2 separate regions of the Sus scrofa genome follow, and region 2 is linked to region 1. The links are chromatin contacts, called in public Hi-C maps. All regions are on one chromosome and are shown on one strand. Each heading gives the region's core, a stretch centred on a gene start, on an enhancer-like site or on the middle of the called end of the contact. The rest is flanking DNA. Distances are from core to core; before and after follow the strand shown. Region 1 overlaps CAT (catalase). Region 2 has its middle 16 kb from the start of ABTB2.

Region 1 (5,722 bases), core at 1,129-3,628:
CTGATTTCCTGGTGGCCAGGGGAGGACGTGGGAGAGGCAGGTGGCTGTGGTCAAAAGCAGAGTGTGGCTGTGGAACAAGATGAAGCTGGGAGCTGCCCAGGATCATGTGGGGCTTAAAGACGTTGCTCCCACCCTGGAGAAGGGACATCTGAGAGGCTTCCGACGTAACAGAAATGGAAGAATTGGGTGGATTAAAACTGATCTTTCTTGCCATGAAAGAGTCTATCTCATTTCAGAGACACTGACGTCTTTCAAAAATTCATACTATAATCCATCTTTCCATTAACTGTTTGTTTTACTTTATTTTTTTGTCTTTTTAGAGCCGCACCCACAGCATATGGAGGTTCCCAGGCTAGGGGTGGAATTAGAGCAAAAGCTGTCGGCCTACACCACGGCCACAGCAACACCAGATCCGAGCCTTGTCTGTGACCTACGCCACAGTTTATGGCAATGCTGGATCCTTAACCCACTGAGCAAGGCCAGGGATGGAACCTGCGTCCTCATGGATACTAGTCAGATGCATTTCCCCTGAGCCATGACGGGAACTCTAGTAGTAACTATTTATTGTCAGTGGCAACAAAAGGCATTGACTTTTTTTTTCCCTACTCCGTCTCCCCGCCCCTTGGCAGCCGTAAGTCTGTTCTCTAAGTCCATGCATTTCTTTTCTGTGGAAAGGTTCGTTTGTGCCGTATATTAGATACCAGATATGTGACATCATATTGTATTTGTCTTTCTCTTTCTGACTTACTTTGCTTAGTATTGAGAGTCTCTAGTTCCATCCATATTGCTGCAAATGGCATTCTTTTGTTCTTTTTTATGGCTGAGTAGTATTCCGTTGTGTATAAATACATCTTCCTAATCCAATCATCTGTGATGGACATTTAGGCTGTTTCCATGTCTTGGCTCTTGTGAATAGTGCTGCCATAAACATACAGGTGCATGTGTCTCTTTCAAGGAAAGTTTTGTCCAGATATATGCCCAAGAGTGGGATTGCTGTGTCATATGGTAGTTCTATATAGTTTTCTGAAGTACCTCCATACTGTTTTCCATAGTAGATATCATCGACTTTTTCTTTTCTTTTTTTTTTGGAATTGAAAAGAGAGGTTTCAAATAGCTGGTATACACTGCTTGAGAGAGATGAAGGCCCTGTTCAGGATGACCTGCCTTGACATCAGCAGCCAGGACGCATCTGTAAGGTCCGAATAAAGTACTAACAGGGGAGCTTCGTAGGAGACCGTTGTCTCCCTGTTAGTCTGGACATTCTGTGTTAAGCACATATGATCCCTTTCAGGGGATCCCTTTCTGGGGTTTCCTGTGTGGACCTAGTGGGTGGACCTAGAGCAGGGGTGGAGACAGTTGGTGGCTTATTCAGCCATCTTCCTGCCATCTGCTTCTCAGGGCAGAATTCTTAGCATTTCTTAGGAATGTTGAGCCCTGATTATCAGTGTCAGGCAATAGCACGTCTTGTTGTATCTTAGCACTTTGGCCATTGGAAATTGAAAAAGAATTTGGACAGAAGGTGTAAGAAATGAAAACGAGGTACCCTCTGACCTTGGAAATGAAGAGTGTGGTTTTCCTGACTCTCTTGCATTCTTTTCCTCTCCTGTTCACTTAGAAACCTGATATCCTGACCACCGGCTCTGGGAATCCGATAGGAGACAAACTCAATATTCTGACAGCAGGGCCCCGAGGGCCCCTTCTTGTTCAGGATGTGGTTTTCACTGATGAAATGGCTCACTTTGACCGGGAGAGAATTCCTGAGAGAGTTGTGCATGCCAAAGGAGCAGGTGAGAGCTCTGTTTGTTTGCCATAAAAGAACTGTTACCTAACACTTGGGCTAAAAATGAACTCTCAGAGGATCAGAGCTCCTTTAATAGATGTACCGAATCTCCGTTCCTGATAGAAAGGAAAAAATACCCATCAAGAGAGGAGTCAGTACATAAGGGGTGGTTATTTCTCTGGATTGCCCATTATATAAAAAATATCTTATTGAAAATAAAATAATCTTCCTTTTATTCTGTTAGGCAGTTTAGTGAAGAAGGAAAAATACGGAAATACGCAGGCATACTGTAATTGTCATTAAATTTAGATGGTGTACTTAACTGGATACATACTGTAATGAACTGGGCAAAATCGAGGATGGTGGTGTTAGCATGGTGGGTTTGTGGTGATTTTTCCTTTCTGTCCAAAACTTGTAAAAATGTTATCTTGTTTTTATTACTTTGATATGCTGTTCAGTTTGTTACTTAACACGGAGGCATCCGAATCTTTCCCTGTATTCCGCCCCCCTCCCCCATTCTTTCTCTCCTAGGTCCTACCTGTACTTAAGGGCCTCTCAGGCCCTGTGTCCTTGGGTGACCTTGACTAGCTCCTTCCGGCCCCTCTCCTCTCCTCCTCCTCTTGGCCCCAGCTGTCTAGCACTCAGCTAAGCATTGCATGATCCTAGAGCCTTGCTTTTAGCTCTCATATCTTGGTGTTTGGATATCTCCCCTTCTCCCAGCATATCTGAAGCTCCCAGGAGGCCAGTGCTAAATCACCTGTTTTCTTGTCACCCAGATCCCAGATGACTATTGAGGGCCTGATGGCCTGAGTGACAAGTGACAGTCTTTTTTTTTTTTTTTTTTGCTTTTTAGGGCCATACCCTTGGCATATGGAAGTTCCCAGGCAAGGGGTCCAATCAGAGCTACAGCTGCTGGCCTACACCACAGCCACAGCAATACCAGATCCGAGCCACAGCTGCAATCTACACCACAACTCATGGCAACACCGGATCCCTAACCCGCTGAGCAAGGCCAGAGATCAAAGCTGCATCCATCCTCATAGATCCTAGTTGGGTTCGTTAACTGCTGAGCCACGACAGGAGCTCCCCTGAGGGACAGTCTTGTGGTGAGGATTTCTGTGGCTTTCTCACCAGGGGCTTTTGGCTACTTTGAGGTCACACACGACATTACCAGATTCTCGAAGGCGAAGGTGTTTGAGCACGTTGGAAAGAGGACACCCATTGCAGTTCGTTTCTCCACCGTTGGTAAGTCAGTCTGTTTACATCACTGCTGTTATTAAAGCTAGATCGTATCTGGAGCATCATAACTCAATTTCAAGAAAAATGTTAGGCAGTATGAGGCAAGCACCTCTCCAAACTATAGCAAGGTTTTATAGTAGTAAAAAGTATTTCAAGACATGTAGGAAGTTGCTTATAATTCTGTTTTTTGAGGTCTTGGGAAATCACACTTAGGCAGAGGCCGTCTCTGCAATTCTGTGACATTTGGAAAGAATTTTTCCTACAAGTGGTTGCTTCAAACAGTAGCATAGAGTGGGGTTCTTACTCAACAGCCACAATAACAGCCACTGTTTACTGAGAATTAACTCTGTGCTATCCACGGTTGGTGCTTTACTGTTCTTACTTTTAATCTGTAGATCTGCATTGCAAGGGGGGGTTATTTCTGTTTCAGAGTGAGTGATTTTTCTTACGTTACAGAGCTAGTAACAGTTAGATTCTATCTGTTATATCATAACACACCACAATCCCTGATTAATTCTGTTTCTGCATGAGTCTGTAGATTTAAAAAATACTGTGGAAAAAAATTAAAAAATAAAAATACTATGGAATGCAAAAATAAAGGAAATTAAGACTAAGAACTTAGGTTCTGACTCATTTTCTTAATATTAACCTCATTTTTTTTTTTTTTTCCGTCTCTTATCTTTTTAGGGCTTCACCCAAGTCATATGGAGGTTCCCAGGCTAGGGGTCTAATCGGAGCTGCAGCTGCTGGCTGATGCCACAGCCACAGCAATGCCAGATCCGAGCCATGTCTGTGACCTATACCACAGCTCACGGCAATGCTGGATCCTTAACCCACTGAGCGAGGCCAGGAATCGAACCTGCAACCTCATGGTTCCTAGTCGAATTCGTTTCTGCTGCGCCATGATGGGAACGCCAACCTCATAATTTTGACAGCTCACTTATTCTCTTTGTTCATGACCTTAATCTTCATAATTATTCTCTTCCCTTATTTTAATTTAAATTTTAATTACCTGTTGAACGAATCTATCTTATTATGTTAAATGGTTAAATAACAGTTTTCAGCTGTTATTATATAGACTCTCTTATTACCTCAATTAGTTCTTTTGTTTACTTTCAGTCTGAATTAGCTGTGGGTAGTAGAAATAATAACCCAGGCACTTAAATAACCTAATTTACTTCTAGAAAATGCATTGGAAAGGATAGATCCCAATGTTTCTTTATAATTGTAGGCTTCTTGGGTGCAAAGTACTCTGGCATAGGTTTCATTTTTCCTGTTTGAATTTTCTAGCTGGAGAATCGGGCTCAGCTGACACAGTTCGTGACCCTCGTGGGTTTGCAGTGAAATTTTACACAGAGGATGGTAATTGGGATCTCGTTGGAAATAATACCCCTATTTTCTTCATCAGAGATGCCATATTGGTAGGTGACAAAGTATTTTGCACTCTGCAGATATTTGCTGATTTAAATTGATTTCAGAAGTTTCCTGGTGGCTCAGCGGGTTAAGGATCTGGCACTGTCCCTGCAGTTACAGCTGGGGCACATGTTCGATCCATGGCTCGGGAACTTCTGCATGTCGCAGGTGTGGCCAGAGAAAGCCCCTGATTTCAAATACTCTGTATAGATTGGCATTTCTGGGAAAAGCAGAAAGAAGAGAATTTGGGTCGGCTGGATTGCCTTTTTAAACACTTTCCCCACTCCCCTATATTTAATACATGTTTATAAGCTTAAATAACAAGAGTTGTCATTGGTCTTAGTTTCAGGATTCATTGACTTTATGGGAATAGTCTAGTTTTCCTTGCTGAGTTTGGAATGTGAATACAAAGAGAAACATGTTACTCTAGAAACATGTAGAGGGTAAATTTCATTTTAGGGTTTGGTGGTTTAAAAGTCTAAGATTATATTGTTTAGAGTTATAATCTGTAAACCTAGAATAAGGCAGTATATAGTACAAGACACCAAAATTCCTGTAAAAATTTTTTGATTTTTTTTCTCTTTTTTTCCATTTAGTTTCCATCCTTTATCCACAGCCAAAAGAGAAACCCTCAGACACACCTGAAGGATCCGGACATGGTCTGGGACTTCTGGAGCCTACGTCCTGAGTCTCTGCATCAGGTGGGAACACTGCTTTTTTCATTATATTATGACATATCACCTGGCATGGAACTGTTAATTATGCCTCATACATTGTTCTCCAGTTTTGGCTATGTTATTAGAATTAGTCTTTGACTTTCTTTCTGAGAGGCTCCCTCTGATTTCTTGATCCTCAAAGAGTTTTAAAATGACTGATTTTATTAATTTCCCCTCATCCATAGACCTTATGTGATGATAGAACCATTATCAATTGATATTTAGCAATATTCAAGATTCAAGTCTCTAATAGGTAAAGTTTCTGCATTAGGTGCATTAGGGAAGTGAGGGGGAAATAGTACCAAACAAATTTTCTTTTCCTTTCTTTTTTTTAGTTTTAGGGCCATACTCATGGCATAAGGAAGTTCCCAGCCTAGGATCAAATAGGAGCTGCAGCTGCCAGCCTACACCACAGCCACAGCAATGCCAGCTTGGAGCCTCATCTGCTACCTACACTGCAGCTCATGGCAATGCTGGATCCTTAACCTACTGAGTGGGGCCAGGGATCAAACCCTTATCCTCATGGATACTGGTCGGTTTCATTTCAGCTGAGCCACAGCGGGAACCCCCCCAA
Region 2 (5,994 bases), core at 1,000-3,499, 45 kb before region 1:
CAGCTGTGTAACTCTTGTTTGCTTGTCAGATTTTTCCATTTTACCATCAGCACCTCGAAGGCAGGTGCTGTGCCTTCCTTTAACAGTCAATCCCCACTTCCTACTTAGCACAAGACCAAAGAAAGCATTCAAGTGAATGAATGAATGACATTTATCCCATATGCCCAGCAACATGACCGAATTGTGTCACAGGCATATGTCTTTTCTTTCTAACTACATCGACTCTTCCTTGAAGATAAGAACGGATTTATATTTCTTGCTCCACACCTTTTCCCCATTCTGAGCACAGTTTAAATCTACAATAGGCATTCAGTCAATAGCTGTTGCATTAAACTCAGCTGAATTACACTGAATTATGCAACACACATTGCTCAAAACCAGAAAGTTCTAGCTCCTTGTAGGGCTACACACATTTTGCTTGTAAATCCTTGGCAAAGGATTTGTATATACTCACAAAAAACTATGATTTAGGACATTTAAAACACTTTTTCTCTCTTAAGCAAAGGAGATTAAAAATCAGATAGATTAGCTAGAAAGGAATCAGGATTGCAAAAAGATATGTCCTTTAGGCCAGCGACTAGGAGAAGTAACCCCAAGCACTTAGTCAACAATTGAAACATAACTGAATGAAGTAGCTCTTCCCATTGCCTTACGACTTCATTACAACCTCACAAGGAAGCTGTCCACATGGGGGCAGATGAAACAGAATCAATATTCTTTATTCTTGTTTACTGTTTAATGACAATTTATAAGGTGATGACTCAGATTGCGACAGTCTTAGTGTCCGTTCTGGCATTTTAATGACAAGAGTAAATGCCATTTGACTCAGCCTCTCATATGTGAGTTTGTCACAATCTGTTTTCTTTCTTTCTCTCTCCCTTCTTTTTTTTTTTTTTTTTTTTTTTTTTTTTTTTAGGGCTGCACCTGAGGCAAGTGGAGGTTCCCAGACTAGGGGTTGAATCAGAGCTCTAGCCACTGGCCTACGCCGTAGCCATAGCAATGCCAGAGCCAGATCAGAGCCACATCTGCAACCTACACCACAGCTCACGGCAATGCCGGATCCTTAACCCACTGAGCAAGGCCAGGGATGTGAACCTGTGTCCCCACAGACACTAGTCAGATTCATTTCCACTGAGCCACGACAGGAACTCCCTCTTTCTCTCTTTCTTCCTTTCTTTCTTTCCCCCTCTCCCTCCCTCTCTTTCTTCCTTCCTTTCCCTCCCTCTCTTTCTCTTTTTCTTTCTTTATTTCTTCCTTTCTTTCTTGCTGCACCTGTGTCATGCAGAAGTTCCCAAGGTCAAACCCATGCCACAGCAGTGACAATGCTGGATCCTTATCTGCTAGGCCACAGGGAAGTCCTATTACAACCTGTTCTCTGATATTCTTCAGGAACATTTGGTGTAAGGATACTGATTAGGAAGGCTGTCATTTTTTTTTTTTCTTTTTTAGAGCTGTTTTAGTAAAACTGAAAGGAAGGTACAGAGATTTCCCATCGACTCTGTCTCCTATGTACATATAGCCTCCCCCATTAACAACGACCTTCACCACAGTGGTCCATTTGTTGGAACTGATGAACTTGACACATCATTATCCCCCAGAGTCCATGGTTTCCATTACGGTTCACTGTGATATCGTAGCTTCTATGGTTTGGACAGATGTGTAACGACATGTATCCACCATTATGGTGTCATACAGAATAGTTTCACTGCCCTGAAAATTCTCTGTTCTCCATCTATTTGTTTTCCATCCCTCTCCCCAGCCTCTAGCAATCACTCATCTTTGTACTGTCTCCATAGGTTTGCCTTTTCCAGAATGCTGTGCAGTTGAAATTCATCAGCCTTTTCAGAGTGTTGAAGGTAGAATAAAATTGGCTCTTGTTCAGACTTAGTCTGGAAACTCGTTCCTAAGGGGACCTAGTGGAACGCTTAGGGGCTATATCTCCTAGTTCTCTGTAATCTGACTCCTCAATTGTTTCTAACAGTTCGTAACTATTGGGTTACATCACCCCCAGGCACCCTGGAAACCAGAAGATCCAGGGAGCTGTGTTGGAGTTGCTGTACCCTGATGCCCACAAAGCACCTGCCGAAGTCTCTGGTCACTCACTGCTTCTCATGGAAGGAATCTCCCACCTCATTATCCTGCTTCTCATTTTCTTTGAATAAGAATATAAGCCCCAGAGAGCAAGCTGCTCTTTATTTGAGCAGAGTTGACATGCTAACAGTCAGCTTGGAGCAGACCAAGATTATGTAAGAGTTTGCAGCAAGAAATAGACCCATGGTCTTGGCAAGCCACAGCTAAACACGGCCCAAGCAGAACCTTGCCAAGAGTGCACTTAGATAGTTTGAGATACAAACATCATTATCAGAAAAAATATCTAAAAAAAATAAACCCGACTATGGAGGGAGTCTCCAAGTTATCCTAGGCAACCTGCCAATCAGGCTTCAAGAAGACATCATGTTCAGAATTAATTATCAGCCTCTTTTATAGCAAGGTGATACCCTCCAGCCTGCTGCAGGGATAAAAGCCATTGAACTTTGGCCCATGTCACATGCTCCTTTGATTACATTTAATCTACAGCTGCTAGGACTAAAACCCAAGACCACAGAAAGCAGCCAAGCTGGGAGATATCTTGTGTGGTCATTTACCTCTAAACCTGACTACAAGCAAAGCATTTCAGATGTTATGTGATTTCACTCCTTAAAATTTGTGGTAAGCAATTAAGAATGAACGCAGATATTTAGCAACCAAAAAAAAAAAAAATCCATCTGGTATTGTTAGTGATTGTAAAAAGACAGAAACAATATAAATGTCTAACAATAGCAGATGGCTAAAATAAATCAGAGAATAGAATAGAATAACATGGAACCATTTAAAATAATGTGGTAGAAATCATCTTTTATCTTGAAATATGTTCACCATATATTAAACGAAAAAAGTAGATTATAAAACATATATGTTTTGATCCTACTTTTGTTAAAAAAAAATAGAAAAAAAACTTAAAGTGCTAATAGTGGCTCCAGGTAGATAAAGCAGATGAAAGTATGGTTTCAAAGTATCCTTTTTGGAGGGCTTGCCTATATTATTTGATCTTTCTAAAAGTAGTATGTATTACTTTGTTACAATAAAAAACAAAACATTTCGGAGTTCCCAGGTGGTGCCGTGGTAATGAATCCCACTAGTATCCATGAGGATACGGGTTCAATCCCTGGCCTCACTCAGTAGGTTAAGGATCTGGTACTGCCACGAGCTGTGGTGCAGGTCACAGACATGGCCCGGATCTGGCATTGCAGTGGCTCTGGTGTAGGCCAGCAGCTGCAGCTCCAATTCAACCCTTAGTCTGGGAACTTCCATATGCCACAGATGCGTCCTCAAAAGATAAAAAAAATATTAGTACTGAAACATAGATTAAAAAATACATTTTGAAAATAAAAGTACAGAGCTTGGCTCTAGGAAGTATTATGGAGTAAATGGATGAACTAAAAGTTATATAATGTTCAGATTTCCTCACATAGCAATTTGTGCTCTCCTGACATGCAATAAAATGCTTCAATAGCATATTTCGTATTGCATGGTGATTTACCTGTTTACTGATCTGCTTTTCCTTCAGCCCAAGATTCTGTAGAGCTGGGCTTATTATTAGTTATCATTATATGCCTAGCACATAAGTCAGGAATCTAGTAAGTGGTGAGTAAATGTGGAATAATTGAGTAAACAACACACCGAAGAATGTTGAAAGATTTCAATATTAGTCTCGAGGCACGTTGATGACAATTGCACCATCTGTCTTGCTTTAACCTAGGAATGTGGTCAGTGTATTTATTCATATTAAAACAAACTTTGGTCTGAAAAAAAGCAGTTCTCACACCTAGATGATCAAAAATATCTAGGAGCTCTGCTCCCAAACAACCAAATCAGAATCTGATATTAAGAACCTCCCACTATATTGCACCCCAATGTTCATTACCGCACTGTTTAAAACAGCCAAGTCATGGGCTTATCAGACACAACTTAGAATAGATTTACAAGGAGATCCTGCTGAATAGCATTGAGAACTATGTCTAGATACTCATGTTGCAACAGAAGAAAGGGTGGGGGAAAAACTGTAATTGCAATGTATACATGTAAGGATAACCTGACCCCCTTGCTGTACAGTGGGAAAAAAAATAAATAAATAAAACAGCCAAGTCATAGAAGCAACCTAAATGTCCTTTGACAGATGAATGTGGTACATATATACAGTGGAATATTACTTAGCCATAAGAAAGAATGAAATAATACCATTTGCAGCAACATGGGTGGACTTAGAGATGATTATACTAAGTGAAGGAAATCAGAAAGAAATATCATATGGTATCGCTCATATGTGGAATCTAAAAAAATGATACACGTGAACTTACGAGCAAAAGAGAAACAGATTCACAGACACAGAAAACAAACCTATGGTTACCGAAAGAGAAAGGTGGGGAGGGGGAGGATAAATTAGGAATTGTGAATTAACAGATACACACTGTTATGTATAAAATAGATAACCAACAAGGACCTACTATATAGCACAGGGCCTCAATATTCTGTAATAACCTACATGGGAAAGAATCTGAAAAGGAATAGATATATGTATACGTATGTATATGTACAACTGAATCACTTTGCTATACACCTGAAACTAACACAACCTTGTAAATCAACTATACTCCAAGACAAAATAAAATTTAAAAAAAAAATAGAACTTCCCTCTGTAGATATCATCATGGCAAAAATCCAATCCACCATGAGAAGGCCTTGAGGAAAAATTAATATAAAAGGTCAGGAGCCAAAGGTTAAAGGTAAATAATTCCTACATATCACATGCCTGTGTTGTGGGTGTCTCATCAAAGAACATCAAGTTTGGGGAGTTCCTGCTATAACACAGCAGAAATGAATCCAACTAGGAACCATGAGGTTGCAAATATGATCCCTGGCCTCGCTCAGTGGGTTAAGGATTCGGCATTGTCGAGAGCTGTGGTGTAGTTTGCAGACCCGGCTTGGATCTGGCATTGCTGTGGCTGTGGTGGAGGCCGGCAGCTGTAGCTCAGATTGGACCTCTGGCCTGGGAACCTCCATATGCTGCGGGTGTGGCCCTAAAAAAAAAAAAAAAAAATTCAGGTTTGGGGGTCTTAAAAAGTATTGCAGGAAAACTGCAAACTAAAAAATAATAGTAATCAGTGCTTTAAAGGATAAGGAAATGAATATATACTTGAATGAATTTTTTCCCCAGAGATCAATTAAAGCATCCTCATCAAAAGCCTTAAAAACAAAGCATAATTTTGACGTAGCAATCACCTCTGAGGATTTATCCTAAAGAAATTATTGAGGATGTGCACAAGAAATCAGCTCTAGGAGTTCCCATGTGTCTTAGCAGGTTAAGGATCTGGCGTTGCCAGTACTGTGGCACAGGTTGCTGCTGTGGATTTGGTATGGATTTGATCCCTAGCTTAGGAGAATTTCCACATGCCTCTGGTGCAGCCAAAAAAAAAAGAAGAAAAAGAAGAAGTTAGCTTAGGTGTTTAATACAGTGCCATCTATAATAGCAAAAAATTAAAAAAAAAAACTATATCAATGCCCAAAAGCAGAGACTTGGTAAGGATAAGAATAATAATTGAATACCCATTTAACAGAATAGCTTGTGACAATTGAAAAGATATTGGATATTGTACAAATATATTTCTAGGTATGGAAAAATGTTCCTCATATATCACTACTTTTTTTTTAAAAAAAGTCATATTGCAGAGCAGTATGCAAAGTAGACGTAATTTTTGTAAGTAATATACAGATATATCAAATATAATTGTAGTGGTTTTCTCTGAGGAAGGAGATTATAGATTGTCAGAAGTTCCTTTTGTTTCTCTGTCTTTTCTGAGTTCTTTGGAGTAAACCTATGTTGCTCTTATAATAAAAGAAAAGGCAGACTTGAGCAAAGAATACACATATGAAAGCATCATGCCAACAGGATCAGAG

Evidence for each region. A called contact is a pair of places that touch in the nucleus more often than the background predicts.
Region 2: a Hi-C map of skeletal muscle shows a contact between it and region 1, with 2.5 times the contacts expected there. The contact joins two enhancer-like sites. A contact is called at or near these places in 14 of 47 Hi-C or Micro-C datasets (blood, embryonic fibroblasts, fetal liver and 6 more) and 2 of 2 datasets of contacts at active chromatin or transcription factors (alveolar macrophages and skeletal muscle).

The regions. Positions count from the first base shown.
Region 1 is chr2:26,515,222-26,520,943 of Sscrofa11.1, reverse strand. It overlaps CAT (catalase), which reads left to right. Exons shown (of 13, transcript NM_214301.2): 2 at 1,616-1,787; 3 at 2,915-3,025; 4 at 4,310-4,440; 5 at 5,029-5,133. Among named protein-coding and RNA genes, the nearest start is that of CAT, 16 kb to the left of the region's middle. Within about 2 kb of position 2,378, at least 6 of the 83 cell types and tissues checked have an H3K27ac peak or open chromatin away from gene starts, as enhancers often do. A contact at or near this core is called in omental adipose tissue and skeletal muscle, where this site is marked.
Region 2 is chr2:26,560,131-26,566,124 of Sscrofa11.1, reverse strand. No RefSeq gene overlaps it. Among named protein-coding and RNA genes, the nearest start is that of ABTB2, 16 kb to the left of the region's middle. Within about 2 kb of position 2,249, at least 16 of the 83 cell types and tissues checked have an H3K27ac peak or open chromatin away from gene starts, as enhancers often do. A contact at or near this core is called in omental adipose tissue and skeletal muscle, where this site is marked.